2 separate regions of the Zea mays genome follow, and region 2 is linked to region 1. Evidence: chromatin contacts called from public Hi-C data. All regions are on one chromosome and are shown on one strand. The core of a region is the stretch at or near the end of the contact, and the rest is flanking DNA. Distances in the headings are between cores, read along the strand shown. Region 1 holds the start of LOC100501446. Region 2 holds the start of LOC542582 (alpha tubulin 6).

Region 1 (7,050 bases), core at 1,841-4,340:
ATGGAAATATTATCCAATCTGCATGCAGTTGCTGCAAGAGAGTGAGTGTCTGTTCTTGACGGACTGTTGCTGCTGCTGCTGGCTCGTTGCAGGAGGAGGCGCGAGGAATCTGGACTGGACGGCGAGGAAGAGCATCTTGTTCGGCGCGGCGCAGGGCCTGAACTACATCCACACGTTCCCGGCGCGCCCGGCGCTGGTGCACGCGAACGTGAAGCCGTCCAACATCCTCCTGGGCGAGCGCGGCGGCGCGTGCGTGTCCGAGTGCGGGCTCATGCGCTACGCCACCAACATCCAGCAGTCCATCGCCCCGCAGGCCACCCGGACGCGGTGCCCGCCCGAGCTGTTCCTGGAGCGGGACACGGGCACGACGACGTCGGCGCCCGCGTCGAGCGGGTGGCACGGGTACGCGGCCCCGGAGCTGGCTTCCGGCGCGGCCGCGCGGGCGACGCAGGAATCGGACGTGTACAGCTTTGGAATGGTGCTTCTTGAGGTGGTGGCTGGCGAGGGTAGCGATGAGACGATGGGGATGGTGAAGATCGGCATGCTGTGCACCGCCGAGGCGCCGGAGGAGCGGCCCACGATGGCGCAGGTGCTCGCCATGATGAGCGAGTTCGTGTGAAGCAGTTGCCCTTAGCGAGACTGGTAGATTGCCAAGTGTATTGAGGCAAGATATTTGTTCGTCGGCAGATAAATGTTGTGATCTCGTGGCGGTTCGGTACAATTATTCCAATTCCAACATCATTACGAACGTGTCTTCTTCATTTTATTCCTTCTCTCCATTCTACGCTTGGAGCGATTCATCCGTGGTCGTGGACTCGTAGTCACGCCTAGGAATAGCAAGGAATCTAATTCGGGCCTGATATTAATATTCGTTCATAATATATCTATAGTTGAAATAATATCTATCCGGGCCCATACTCGTGGATAGAAATTTGTGTCCATATCCACGGATTTCAAATATGCCTCGTATGTGACATAAAATTCTTCTCAATTCATCATCATACGTAGCTAAAAATAATAATAGAATAATTATAAAACTACACATATCTTTTAACAAGCAATATTCTCAATATGACCATGAAAGGGGCCTAGACTAAAAGGAGTGGGAAGTGGGGAACCAGCGCTAGACTAATAGTGTGTTTGGTTTGAGGAATGAAGTGATCCATCTTCTTCTCACTTCTCACTTTTTTTTATTTGGTGTGTGGAATAGAATGCGTTGATCCATCATCACATCATCCCTCATAAGCCAATAATTAGTATATACATGAGGAGTGGGTTGATTCTACCAAAAATGATGGAGTGAACTTATGATGCATCACCTCGTGAAGCATAAAGTGACTCTACAAACCAAACACACAATATAAAAGTGTGAAATGACGATGAAAACATGTACTGAAGAGCCCAGAGCGGGTAGGCAGGTGACCGCCACATGATTGAGATGCAAGCAAGAAAGACCAGCCATCGGCCAGCCGCCAGCGGTGTTGCGGCCTACACAACTTGGAAAGGGCACGGGCGCAACGAAGCAAGCCAGTAAGGCTAAAAGGGGTGGTCACCGGTGGAGAATCGGGAGTGTTTGGCGTGGGGTTTAGTCGTTCATGGAGCTAGATTTACTCTTTGTTATGTTATATGACCAAAAAAACTATAACCCGATTTTGGATATTCAATGGATAACCCGCGGGTGGGATATAATATCCTAATCTGGATCCACCCGATCTTGGTTCGGATACAGGTCTAACTCATAAGTCAAAAAATATATCGATATCTAGCTCTATTGGAATCGAATTGCGACGAATATCTGATTTCAGGATCAAATTGCCATCCTATTCACGGCTTAAGTCTATTAAGTTTTCTTTCGAAAACTATTTTTTATAAGAGAAAGAGTTGAAAATAAATTTATTTTTTTTTCAAAAAGGAAACTTGTGGACGTGCGGATTGTTCGCTCCATTGCATCCTTTGCCATGGCCCAAAGTCAGCGGCACATTGAGCCCAGTTAGAACTAGCGAGCTTAGGTCAATGGCTCGATCAATGGGCCAGGCCCGAAGCACAACGAGCCTATTTTGCACGTTCTCTACGTGACAGCGGAAATAGGCCCGAAGCTGGACTGGCCCGTCGGCCCGAAGAAAAAATAGCGTTCCATTAAAAATTCTTTCAATGCAGAAATGACAGCGGTGCAGTGTGATATTACGAACCCCTGCAGATTAAAATAAAAAAAACTGCAGCGAATACAGCTTTAGATTGAACTAAAAAAACGTAGCGGTTGCGGTGCTTTAACACGAAGCGAACACTCCCTAGAGTGCACGTCACGTAGATTATTTACTATATATTATTTGTTTACTTTGAGCTCCTTGTATCTCAGTGCGTGGATGGCGATGGCACGCCATTTTGTTTCAGCTTCCAGCGCGCCATCTTTCTTTCAGCATGCCAATTGCCAGCCATGTTGATGCAGTCGGTAGGGGCGCTGGGCAGATTCCGCCGAAGACTGCCAGCCATGCTGATGCAGTGGGTACGAAGACAAGTAGACAACTCATCTGTGGACCAGTTTGAAAGAGCGAGCCGCACATATACGGACATACCACATGGCGCATGGCTGTCAACACCAATCATTTCGATCTTTGGATCTCTCAACAGCCCTCAAAACCAACCAACGGCCTAATATCGGACTCGGTGCCACAGCATCCGTTTGCAGACTATAAAAATTAACGCTCTGTTGATTCTGAACATTTTCTTTGACGGCTTTCTGCCAGTGTTCAATCCAGATGATTCTTCGCCGGACCAAATTTCTCAATTGTATTACCGTATTTTTATTTCTTTATTGTCCCCACTGAACTTGGATGCACGAATTGAAGGCATGCAGCAAATGCCATATAATCTATCAGATTATCACTAGCGTTTTTTCTTTGCAGAAGGCAAAGAACCACTTGAAATTGCCGAGACAAATTCGTTGGTCGCAAATACCTCATACTGCACGCTAGATAACCTTCGTTGGCCGCAGTCCCGCAGATAGAGAATCTTATACCTCAGATTGAACGCTAGATGGGCACACGATATTACCGTAAAATTAATTGTGTGCACTTGGTGCTCAGGCTGGAAAGAATCAAATAAATCATCTCATTGATAACCAGAAAACGGGGCAGGCACATGATCGCCGCCACAAACAATGGAGCGTCGACGCACGTACCACCACGCGCACACCTCCTCCTCCGCCACCGACTCCATACATACAGACACACGCCCGCCGAAACAACTCACACAGACACGCGCACGACACGGACTCCACTCGCGCCAGACGAATCACAAATCAAGCAGAAACCACGCGTCCAGCGCGGATCTAGCAGAAGAGGTAGCCGAAGGCGGCGGCGGCGAGGGAGGCCGCGGCGAGGGGCACGGCGGCCGCGGCGTCGGAGGCGGGGGCCGGGGCGGGGGCCTCGGCGGCTGCGGCGGACGCCACGAGCGCGGCGGCCATGGCGGCGACGGCGACGAACTTCATCCTGAGGCCGGCCATCTGCGAGTGTGTAGTGTAGCTAGCGAGTCGGGTTTTTATTGGGCCGCGCGGGATCTCTCTACGAGAGTATGAAGCAGTAGAAGTGTAGAGAGATGCGCGCAGGCGACGGGCTGGCTCGAGCTGGATGGAGGTGGGGAAGGACGCTGCGGAGGGACGAGGGTTTTATAGAGGCGGGCAGGGGCGCAGGCCGGAGAGGGCCCCCCGCGCTTGGCGCGGCCAGGTAGGTTGCGTGAGGCGGTGGGGGGCTGGCTGGCTGGGGACGACCGGGAAGGGCCCCGCACGACGCGCGGCTGGCTGGCCATTTGTCGGGTTCCGCCGCGTTTGGTGAAGCGGCCGGGCAGCCTGGCATCGCCTTGCGGTTGGGCGGGCGCCGCGGGGCCGTTGCCCGTTGGGGCCCTCTCTGCCCTGCCGATTGCTGTGCTGACTGCTGACCATGCGCGCGTCTGAGCGCGTCGCCGCCCGCCCGCGGTGCGCGTCCTCAAGACGGCACGACCCGCGCCGAGGAAACTTCGTTCGTGCGCGTATTGCTTGGTGCTACAAGCAGGCAGAGGCAGCACAGCACTACAGATGCAAGCAAGCGATTCTGGCTAACTTGACAAAAAATAGTTACTTGAAAACGTTAGAAAAAAGTCCACATTACCCTCCTCAAGCTTAGGCTACGTATAAATAACCTTATAAATTAATATTTAGTTCAGTTTACTCTATCCAACGGTTTCATTTGGTCTAGTTTATATCTTAAAAAGATTCTTATTTTTATCTCACTATGTGCAAATTATGTTTTAATTCCAATTTTTATTACGTCACAGAAGACATCATGGTTGTGTTAAAATATATTGCAAATTTTAACATTATGCTATACACGGTATTGTACCTCTAGTTTTATTTATTAATAAATCTCTAAGCCATTAAAAATAATGACAGAATATAAGATATGTCTTTCTAACATAATATATGATATCCTCTGTCACCACAACCTACGCATGAAGAAACAAAAATAACAAATCTTATTATGGTGTAAATTAGATCAACGTAAATACTTGAAGAAAGTAAATTGAACAAAATATAGACTTTAAAGAATAATCTAAACACATTTGAAATTTGAAGGAGGTAATTTAGATTTTTTTTTCCTAGCGCGCTTCATGGTATAGCGTATGGTCTTATTGAGATTCTCGTGTTTTCTCCAAAAGATGCGTCCAAACTTCAATAGGATCCTTCATCTATCTTATGCATGGAAATAAGCTTCACCATGGATCAAAAGTAGGGATGGCAACGGGTACATATCTATTGGATAGTACCATCCTATACCCGTATTTATCAAAAAGAAATCTAACTGTCGAGTTACCCATATATGCTCGCTGATATAAAATCTTACACATACGCGTACCCGTACGGGTAATTTTACCCGTCGAGTAACCCGTATCCGCTAGTAAAGTCTTAAGTTCCAATATACCAATCACTCGAAATATTAAATAAACATAAAAAACAAGTTTAACTTCAAATATAATAAATCATATGATTATATAACTTGGTAGCTAGATAAATAATATCTAGAGAAAGATTTTATTTTAGGTAAGATGAACTCTATTAGATGGTTATAGTGATATTGATGTGAATATATTCTTCTCATAAGTAGACGGGTATTGGTAGTACCAACCCGTACCCGTCGTACTCGTACCCGTCCGTAGAAGTTTTTACCCATTAAATTCCCGCGGGTAGAGAAATCATCCTATTCCTGCCTTTTATCGGGTAAAAACAGTCGGATATTTGGGTTTTGTGTACCTATTGCCATCTCTGATTAAAAGCAGTATTGATGTTCGGAGCTACAGGATTAAGAATAGGTGCCATTGCTATGTGTTATGGTAGATCAGTTGATGAATAAAGATTTTTTAATGTTTGCATGGTACTGTTTTGGCGGGATGTCTTGATTTATTTCCTCCAATCTTTGTTTGGGGGAATGTTCTGTGTTCAATAACTGCGTCCGTTATTTGGATGCGAGGGAAATGAGTCCGTCAAAAGCGGTTGCTGACCCCTGACCTGATGCGATGTGGACGGTTAAGTGCGTGACATCTAGCCGGAGCAGGGAAGCCGCGTGGCAAGGCGTCATGAGCCCCACGACAGGTCGCAAGGATAGGTGGATCCAGAGGATCTCGGTAGCAAACGGTCATGCGCGCGCATGGGCAAAGACCAGCCTGGAGGGCTGAGCTGGCGTGGCAGTTTTGATTCGCCTGTGCAGCGTTTATAAAGTTCAAAATTTAGGCAATCTAATTTTCGTCGTTTTTTCTTTTATTAAAGTTCATTGTTTATATTTTTTTACAAATATCTAAATACAACTTTTGTTAATATTAATGTATTCATATAAAGTTTAAAAATATATTTACCTTAAAATAGAGAATGTAGAACCACAAAAACGAGGAGGCAACTAAATTTGACCGTTGCCCCAAGCCCAGAGGCTAGATATCTCGTTTCACCGGGTCAGACTGTATGCACGTTTGATTGAATCCATGTCTTAAAATAATCACACATATTTTGTATGTTATTATAAAATCATATATATTTATATAAATATACAATTATTGTATCTTTATAAAAAGAAAAAATAGGAAAAAGTAACAAGAGTTAGATTGTCCTATATGTACACTACTTTTAATTAGAGATGAAAACAGTAACTGAAATTCTCGTATTTTTGTAAATACAATATTGTTTTCAAAAATTACCGTTTTTAAAATTTAAATTTCAAATATCTATAAACATTATATTATAGTCGCTAGTCAGTAGATTAATTAGAATACTGGTTAAAATTCTGACCAGATAGAAGATATCATTTCCTACCGTTTTCAATCGTTTTCACTAGTTTTAAGAATACACCTTTGTGGAGGAAGGGAGTGTCAGTGTCATCGCGTTCCGGCAGTAGCTTCCGGAGAAGAGAATGGGTCAGCCGCCAAACCGGGCTCGATCCATCTGATCGCGGCGTGCTAACGACCAAACGACGCGTTGAAGCACGGTACTACCTACAGTACAAAACAAAATAGCGGCTGGCAAAACGTGACGGGCGGTTGACGAAGCTCGGTCTGGACGGCCGTGCGCAACTGACGCGCGTTGAAGCCTCGGAGGCCACAAGTTCGGCGCTGTGGTGGTAAAACCGCGTTTGGTACCGACGTACCGTTTTTTCATCGGCAGGAGCAGGAGCATGCAGGACCGACCGACCGACCGACTTTGTTTTGTTGGCCTTTGGTCGTCAATGCTTTTGTGGCGTGCGCGAGGCAGGTACTGGCACTCTTTGGTCGCCGGCTTTTTCTCGCGCGTCACACGACTCACGACGCCCGGGACCCGGAGCTAGGCGTCTACGCCGATGCCATGACCGACCGGGAGGAGCCTGTTCATTTGGCTCTGGTTCTTTATTCCGGCATGGCCAATTCGCGATGGCCCGCGTAATAGTGGGCTTTGGTCACTTAAATCTCTCGGAAAGGCCATTTGGGCCGGCACGGTGGCATTATTGCTAGCCCACGTAGTCTCCGATGACACGATCTCATGACGGTCTGGATTGGAAG
Region 2 (6,142 bases), core at 3,386-5,885, 150 kb before region 1:
CGGAAACAGGGGACAATAGATTTGTGTTCAGTGAGGATGCAAGCAAGGACTCACTCCGGATGGTGGATCACGGAGAATCAAGCAAGGGACTGAGACACAAGGGTTTATACTGCTTCAGGCCAAAGCCCTAGTCCAGTGTAATGTTGATCGTAGTATTGCAGTGGAGCGTGTTACAACTGGTGTGCGTACGAGGGGAGAGGGACTCCCTTTTATACTTCAAGGGATAGTCCTTACATGTGAGAGTGGGAGAAAGAAAGGGAGAGACACAGAAAGAGAAAGTTCTTCAACCAGAGCCCTAAGCTATAGTGCGCAGCGGGCCCTTCTAGGGGCGTGCCTGCTCACGGTGTGGCTCCTCCTAATGGGTCATGTGCCTCCATATTCCTCGCATGGAGCTCTACCCCATCCATCTGTTGTGTAAGGCTATGTAGCTTACTCTATGCCTATCCATCGTACCAGATGGGTCCCGCAAAACGTGCTCCTGGTAAGATTGAGGCACGTGTTCAGTACGACTTCATCTTCCATCAACTCCCTCTGTCACCCTTCAGCATGCTAGAGCACACGCTAGACATGTCGTCTTGTTCTTTTTGGTACATGGGTGGAGACTTCGATGCCGTAACCCCCTGGTGCCGCTCACACGACGTGGACATGGTTTGGTGGCGTTGCATCTTGTCGCGGCTATCGTGGCCGGCACCGTTGGCTCAAGTTCCTTCCTTTCGAATCCACTCGACGGGGATCTGGTCCCGCCTCGCAGTCGTCTCACCTTGCAGTCTTGCTCATCAGAATCTTGGTCGTTCGTCCCGCCTTGCAGACTTGCTTAGCGGGGATTTGGTCAATAAATGGGCTAGATAGGAGTTCGCGGGCCTTGCTTTGGATACCTCTTTCATAGGTATCCGACAAATAATAAACAAAAAAACTATAATAATAATAATAATGATTAAATATAATTAGTAGTTTAGTTAAGCTTTCATCAATAAATACTTTGTTCATAAATACTTTCTTCATAAGTTTAGCTTGTCCTTGTAAATGGAAAAATGATAAATAGTTGATCTATAATTCAGAACACTACAATGGTATTGACTATTAAGCACACAGCACTTGCAACAGAATGAAATATACTACATCGAACTTCGATGAATAGCATTGCAAATCAAAACAGGATGATATGAACAACAATCATGGCCAATAGGGGGCTACGAACAATTTATCACAAAATACAAAATGGAAACACACAGCAGCAGCACGCAATGGAGTGGACCCATACAGAGTATACTCAAAATAACTCAACCATTAAGCACCAGCGAACTAATTATTAACCGGCTACTCAATAGTCATCGCCCTCGTCACCCTCGTCATCTGCACCCTCTGCGCCGACTTCCTCATAGTCCTTCTCAAGAGCAGCCAAGTCCTCACGGGCCTCGGAGAACTCACCCTCTTCCATACCCTCACCGACGTACCAGTGAACGAACGCCCGCTTGGCGTACATAAGGTCGAACTTGTGATCGATGCGCGAGAACACCTCAGCAACGGCAGTGTTGTTGCTGATCATACACACGGCACGCTGGACCTTTGCCAGGTCGCCTCCAGGGACAACAGACGGTGGCTGGTAGTTGATGCCACACTTGAATCCGGTGGGGCACCTGTGTGGCGGCAGCATAATTGAGTTAGTTAGGATCACTAATCAAGGGATAAGCATGTGATATTATAGAATAAGTGCAACTCAAATTGCGACAAAGACAGCTTACCAGTCCACAAACTGGACAGTTCTCTTGGTCTTGATGGTTGCGACTGCAGCATTGACATCCTTGGGAACAACATCACCACGGTACATCAAGCAGCAAGCCATGTACTTCCCATGCCTTGGGTCACACTTGGCCATCATGCTTGAGGGCTCAAAGACGGCATTGGTGATTTCAGGAACAGAGAGCTGCTCATGGTAAGCCTTCTCAGCAGAGATTACAGGGGCATATGAGGAAAGCATGAAATGTATACGTGGGTATGGAACAAGGTTGGTCTGGAACTCGGTGACATCCACATTGATAGCACCATCAAACCTCAGGGAGGTGGTTAGAGATGATATGATCTGTGAGATCAGCCTGTTCAAGTTGGTGTAGGTTGGCCTTTCGATGTCAAGGGACCTCCTGCATATGTCATAGATAGCCTCGTTGTCCAGGAGGACTGCAACATCAGTGTGCTCAAGCAAGGAGTGGGTGGAGAGGACACTGTTGTATGGCTCTACAACAGCTGTTGACACCTGCAATCCAGGGTGGCATTAGAGGAAAAGTTAAACCATGGACCAGACCCAAAATGATCGATCATCTCTACCCATTGTCCACATAACAGCTAAGATGCAAAAAGAAACTACTCTCATGAGCAAGCTGAATGGCCCACATCACATGGACAGGAGGGAGCAGCACTATAGGATAATGTTGGCACATATGCGATGCATGATTTCAAGACACTCATAAAGATGACCTGTGGCATGTGACAGTTGTACTAATCATGGTCTAAACCATGCACAGGAAGGTCCTCCTCACTAACCAGAAGTCCACAACAGTTGATTTTTTGTCCACACATGATTTAAATAATGCTAGGCTGGTCCAATGATCAGTGTCTATCTGTGTGATTTAGAAGGCAAGGACAGTGCTGCTAAATTACATGGTCCGTAGATTAATTCTATATAAAACAATTCCCTGTTGGTTGACAAATATAAATTGTTAACCTGCTTCATGTATTATTTCCATTTCTCAGATATTTAAGCCAGCATCTCAGTTTGGAAAGAATAGATATACGAATACTTTTTTTGAGAAATCACCGGATACTAGGTTGCTAATATAAGGTTTTAGCATAGGTAAGGTCATACCTGTGGGGAAGGATAAATGGTGAAACCAAGCTTGGATTTCTTGCCATAATCAACTGAAAGGCGCTCCAATAAAAGTGACCCAAGTCCAGAGCCAGTCCCACCACCAACAGCATTGAACACCAAGAATCCCTGCAGCCCAGTGCAGTTGTCTGCAAGCTTGCGCACACGGTCCAGGCATAGATCGACAATCTCCTTCCCAACTGCATTCCACATAATTAGAATTGAACATATCCACAGTCACAGAAGCATAATACCCACTCCTATTACATATTCACATACACATGGTGAATTACCAGTGTAGTGGCCACGGGCAAAGTTGTTAGCTGCGTCTTCCTTGCCCGAGATGAGCTGCTCTGGGTGGAAGAGTTGGCGGTACGAGCCAGTGCGAACCTCATCAATGACAGTGGGTTCAAGGTCGACGAAGATGGCCCTCGGCACATGCTTGCCAGAACCGGTCTCGCTGAAGAACGTGTTGAAGGCATCATGTGCGACGCCAACCGAGGTATCACTGCATCATAATCAAACCAGTGTTAAAAAAATGTATAGCGAGGAACTCTAGTAAGGTAGTAACCATTGGCATATGAGCTAAAGGAGTAATTATAGCTTACGCAACCTCCCTCCTCAGGGTCCTAAACAGAATTTTATATTATCAAGCAGAGTAGCATTAGGGCAAATTTTCTATGCTACTACAAAATCAGGCAAACAGAGAGAAGCATGCCACTTTTAACAGAGGACAAGATGAAACTCGTGAATCCAGGGAGATCCAGAGTCTGACACTCATCCGAGCTCCCCGGTTATATTATTTATTAAGCATCCCCACAGATTCAATTCTTCAGATCTTGCGTCTTACATAGTTGGAAACTCTATCTGTCCCCAAGCACACAAACATAGACGTGCGCTCCTCTGAGGACCTCAAGGCATCGTTCTGTCATCTGTGTCGCCTGCCTAATTCGCAGGAAAAGAACAGATGCAGCAATTGGCAGGCCTAGTATTAATAGTAATCCAAAAAATGCTAGCGCAAACCCTTAATTAGGAAACGTCGCATCTAGTCCGGCTCATGCATTGCAATCTCTCAACAACCGGCAAAAAATGTACCAAAACCCAACAAACCACAACACATCCGACCCAAACAAACCCCGTCGCAAAGGACCAGACTAGAAGTACAACGCAAACGAACCAAAATTACGGAGCCGACATAGAAGTACCATCACTACACACCTACCCGGCCCATCGTCTGCTCCACCGAATTAGAACACACACAAAACGCAGCGATCCGAAACATCTCGGAAATGCGACGAACGAGCACGCCAGAATTTCGAGCACCCGGCTCCCTAGAACGCGCGACAGATGCGCGCTGCCAACAAAAAAAAATGGGGGGAACAGGAGGCACGCGTCCGGCAGATCGACAAGAGTCGAGCATTCACCTGGGCATGGTGCCATCGGGCTCGATGCCGTGCTCGAGGCAGTAGAGCTCCCAGCAGGCGTTGCCGACCTGGATCCCGGCCTGGCCGATGTGGATGCTGATGATCTCTCTCATCCTGCTCGCCCGTCTGCCCTTCCTCCCTCTTCTCGCGCCGCGGTTTCTCTTTGCTTGGGCAGGGCGCTCCCTCTAATCTCTCCCTCTCTCTCCTCTTTCCAAAATGTGTGAGATCGGGCGATAAAAAGGGGCGGAGAGGAGAGAGAGCCAGAGACAGAGAGGGAACAGGGGAGGTGCTGGCGATTTCCTGGGTGCACTAGGGAGGAAACTTGAAACGGTTGCTTTTGCAACAGCCAACGCTACTTCGTGGGCGTTGTTCACGTGAGCCGGCCTTGCTATATAAACGTATTCGTAAGGTGTTCCATCGCGTATAAAAGTTAACCATAGTTCTAAAAACAATAGAGCGATGACCTAACAGGACCATTGGTGTCTAACGTGATAATATGTGGTAGCATGGCACACAAATAAAAGGTTTGTAATCTTAGGACAAGACATAAACAAGGGACCTAATGTAAGAGCATCTCTAACGATGCCTCAAACTGGTGTATTAAATTGAAATATAAATCTCTACATAGATAAAACTACCCCAAAAATATCTTATTTTATAAAATTTGATTAAAAATTTATAGAGCACTCTGTCAAATGCTTCAAATATACTACACCGCAGTGATTTGTCTATAATTTAGATTTTGAGCTTTACTGTTGGAACAAATTATTTTATCAGTGACCTAAATTTTATCAATTATACTTATTTACAAATTATAGGATATTTTTATATGTCACACTGCTAGAGATGCTCTAACATAGTGAATTTAGCCATATACACCTATTTTATAGGTATGAACATATCATGTGTGTATATAGAAAAAGTGAACAAAGTTTATGGACGGAGTGAGAGCCGTTGGCTAGAGATAGGCTGGCCTAGATATAGTTTGTTACTCAGCGTGTGGCCAGTTTATAGAGGTTTGGCTCGTTAGATCTATAATACCATGACCTCTCCTTCATGTTTGGTTTTGGTTAGGAGTGCATATGGCCAAATTGAATAGGCTTGAATTCCTCTCTTTTATAGACCCAAGAAAGAGAGAGTTATATGGCTCAACAACTTCTATCTTTTCACGATCATTTTGAAAGAGGCAGAAGCGCCAACCCTAGAAGGACACGCTCACGGTCGAACCCCGCGGCACCGAGCCGAGACCGGGCATGTTAGAGCCTGACATGAGAGGACGGGCGTGTCGAAAGGTAATCACTCGAGTGGATCCCGCACCCGGTCCGAACTAACCTGACATAAATAATTGGTCACATTAACCGCGCCTGACACCAAGCCACAGCGTGGGTGCCGATCCGCTTCCCACTCATGACACCAAGCCACAGCGTGGGCGCACAACCTCAGCACAACCTCAAGGGTAAATTTATAGAATATTTATATCAACATAATACATATGGTCCGCTTCCTATTCAACACTCTGTCTACCGTAACTTAGTTATTTAATATTTTTATCGGTTTTTAAAGTTTTAAAAAAACATAGAATATTTATATCATCATAATACATATAATTACCATGTTCTAGAGCTTAAACATGGTTAATTTCCCAAAGAAATGATACAATTAGCGTGTAGATAGTGAATAGTGCTCACCTATATATTAGGGAGATCTCTCTCACTAAAAGCGAGGAGGATGGGGGAAGGGGGGAACTACATGTCCTGATGATCAATGTGGCCAGAGAAGAGCGGTGGCGCTCGTTGTGGAAGAAGAGGAAAGAAAAAAAAAGAGGAAATCGTGTGCATGCTCTATTGGTATGATCGTT

What was found. Hi-C and Micro-C count contacts between places; a contact is called where the count stands out from the background.
Region 2: a Hi-C map of leaf shows a contact between it and region 1, with 4 times the contacts expected there. The contact joins the promoter of LOC542582 here to the promoter of LOC100501446 in region 1. A contact is called at or near these places in 7 of 25 Hi-C or Micro-C datasets (ear, leaf, leaf mesophyll and 1 more) and 2 of 3 datasets of contacts at active chromatin or transcription factors (leaf and seedling).

Annotation. Positions count from the first base shown.
Region 1 is chr7:168,933,731-168,940,780 of Zm-B73-REFERENCE-NAM-5.0, reverse strand. It overlaps LOC100501446, which reads left to right and starts at 3,090. Exons shown (of 1, transcript NM_001348009.1): 1 at 3,090-3,610. The coding sequence starts at 3,158. The coding sequence ends at 3,574. It overlaps LOC100277357, which reads right to left and starts at 3,638. Exons shown (of 1, transcript NM_001348008.1): 1 at 3,092-3,638. The coding sequence starts at 3,502. The coding sequence ends at 3,329. LOC100285528 reads left to right here. Exons shown (of 2, transcript NM_001158419.2): 2 at 93-748. The coding sequence ends at 619.
Region 2 is chr7:169,090,938-169,097,079 of Zm-B73-REFERENCE-NAM-5.0, reverse strand. LOC542582 (alpha tubulin 6) reads right to left here and starts at 4,635. Exons shown (of 5, transcript NM_001112118.3): 1 at 4,285-4,635; 2 at 3,154-3,368; 3 at 2,861-3,060; 4 at 1,743-2,251; 5 at 1,098-1,637. The coding sequence starts at 4,397. The coding sequence ends at 1,322.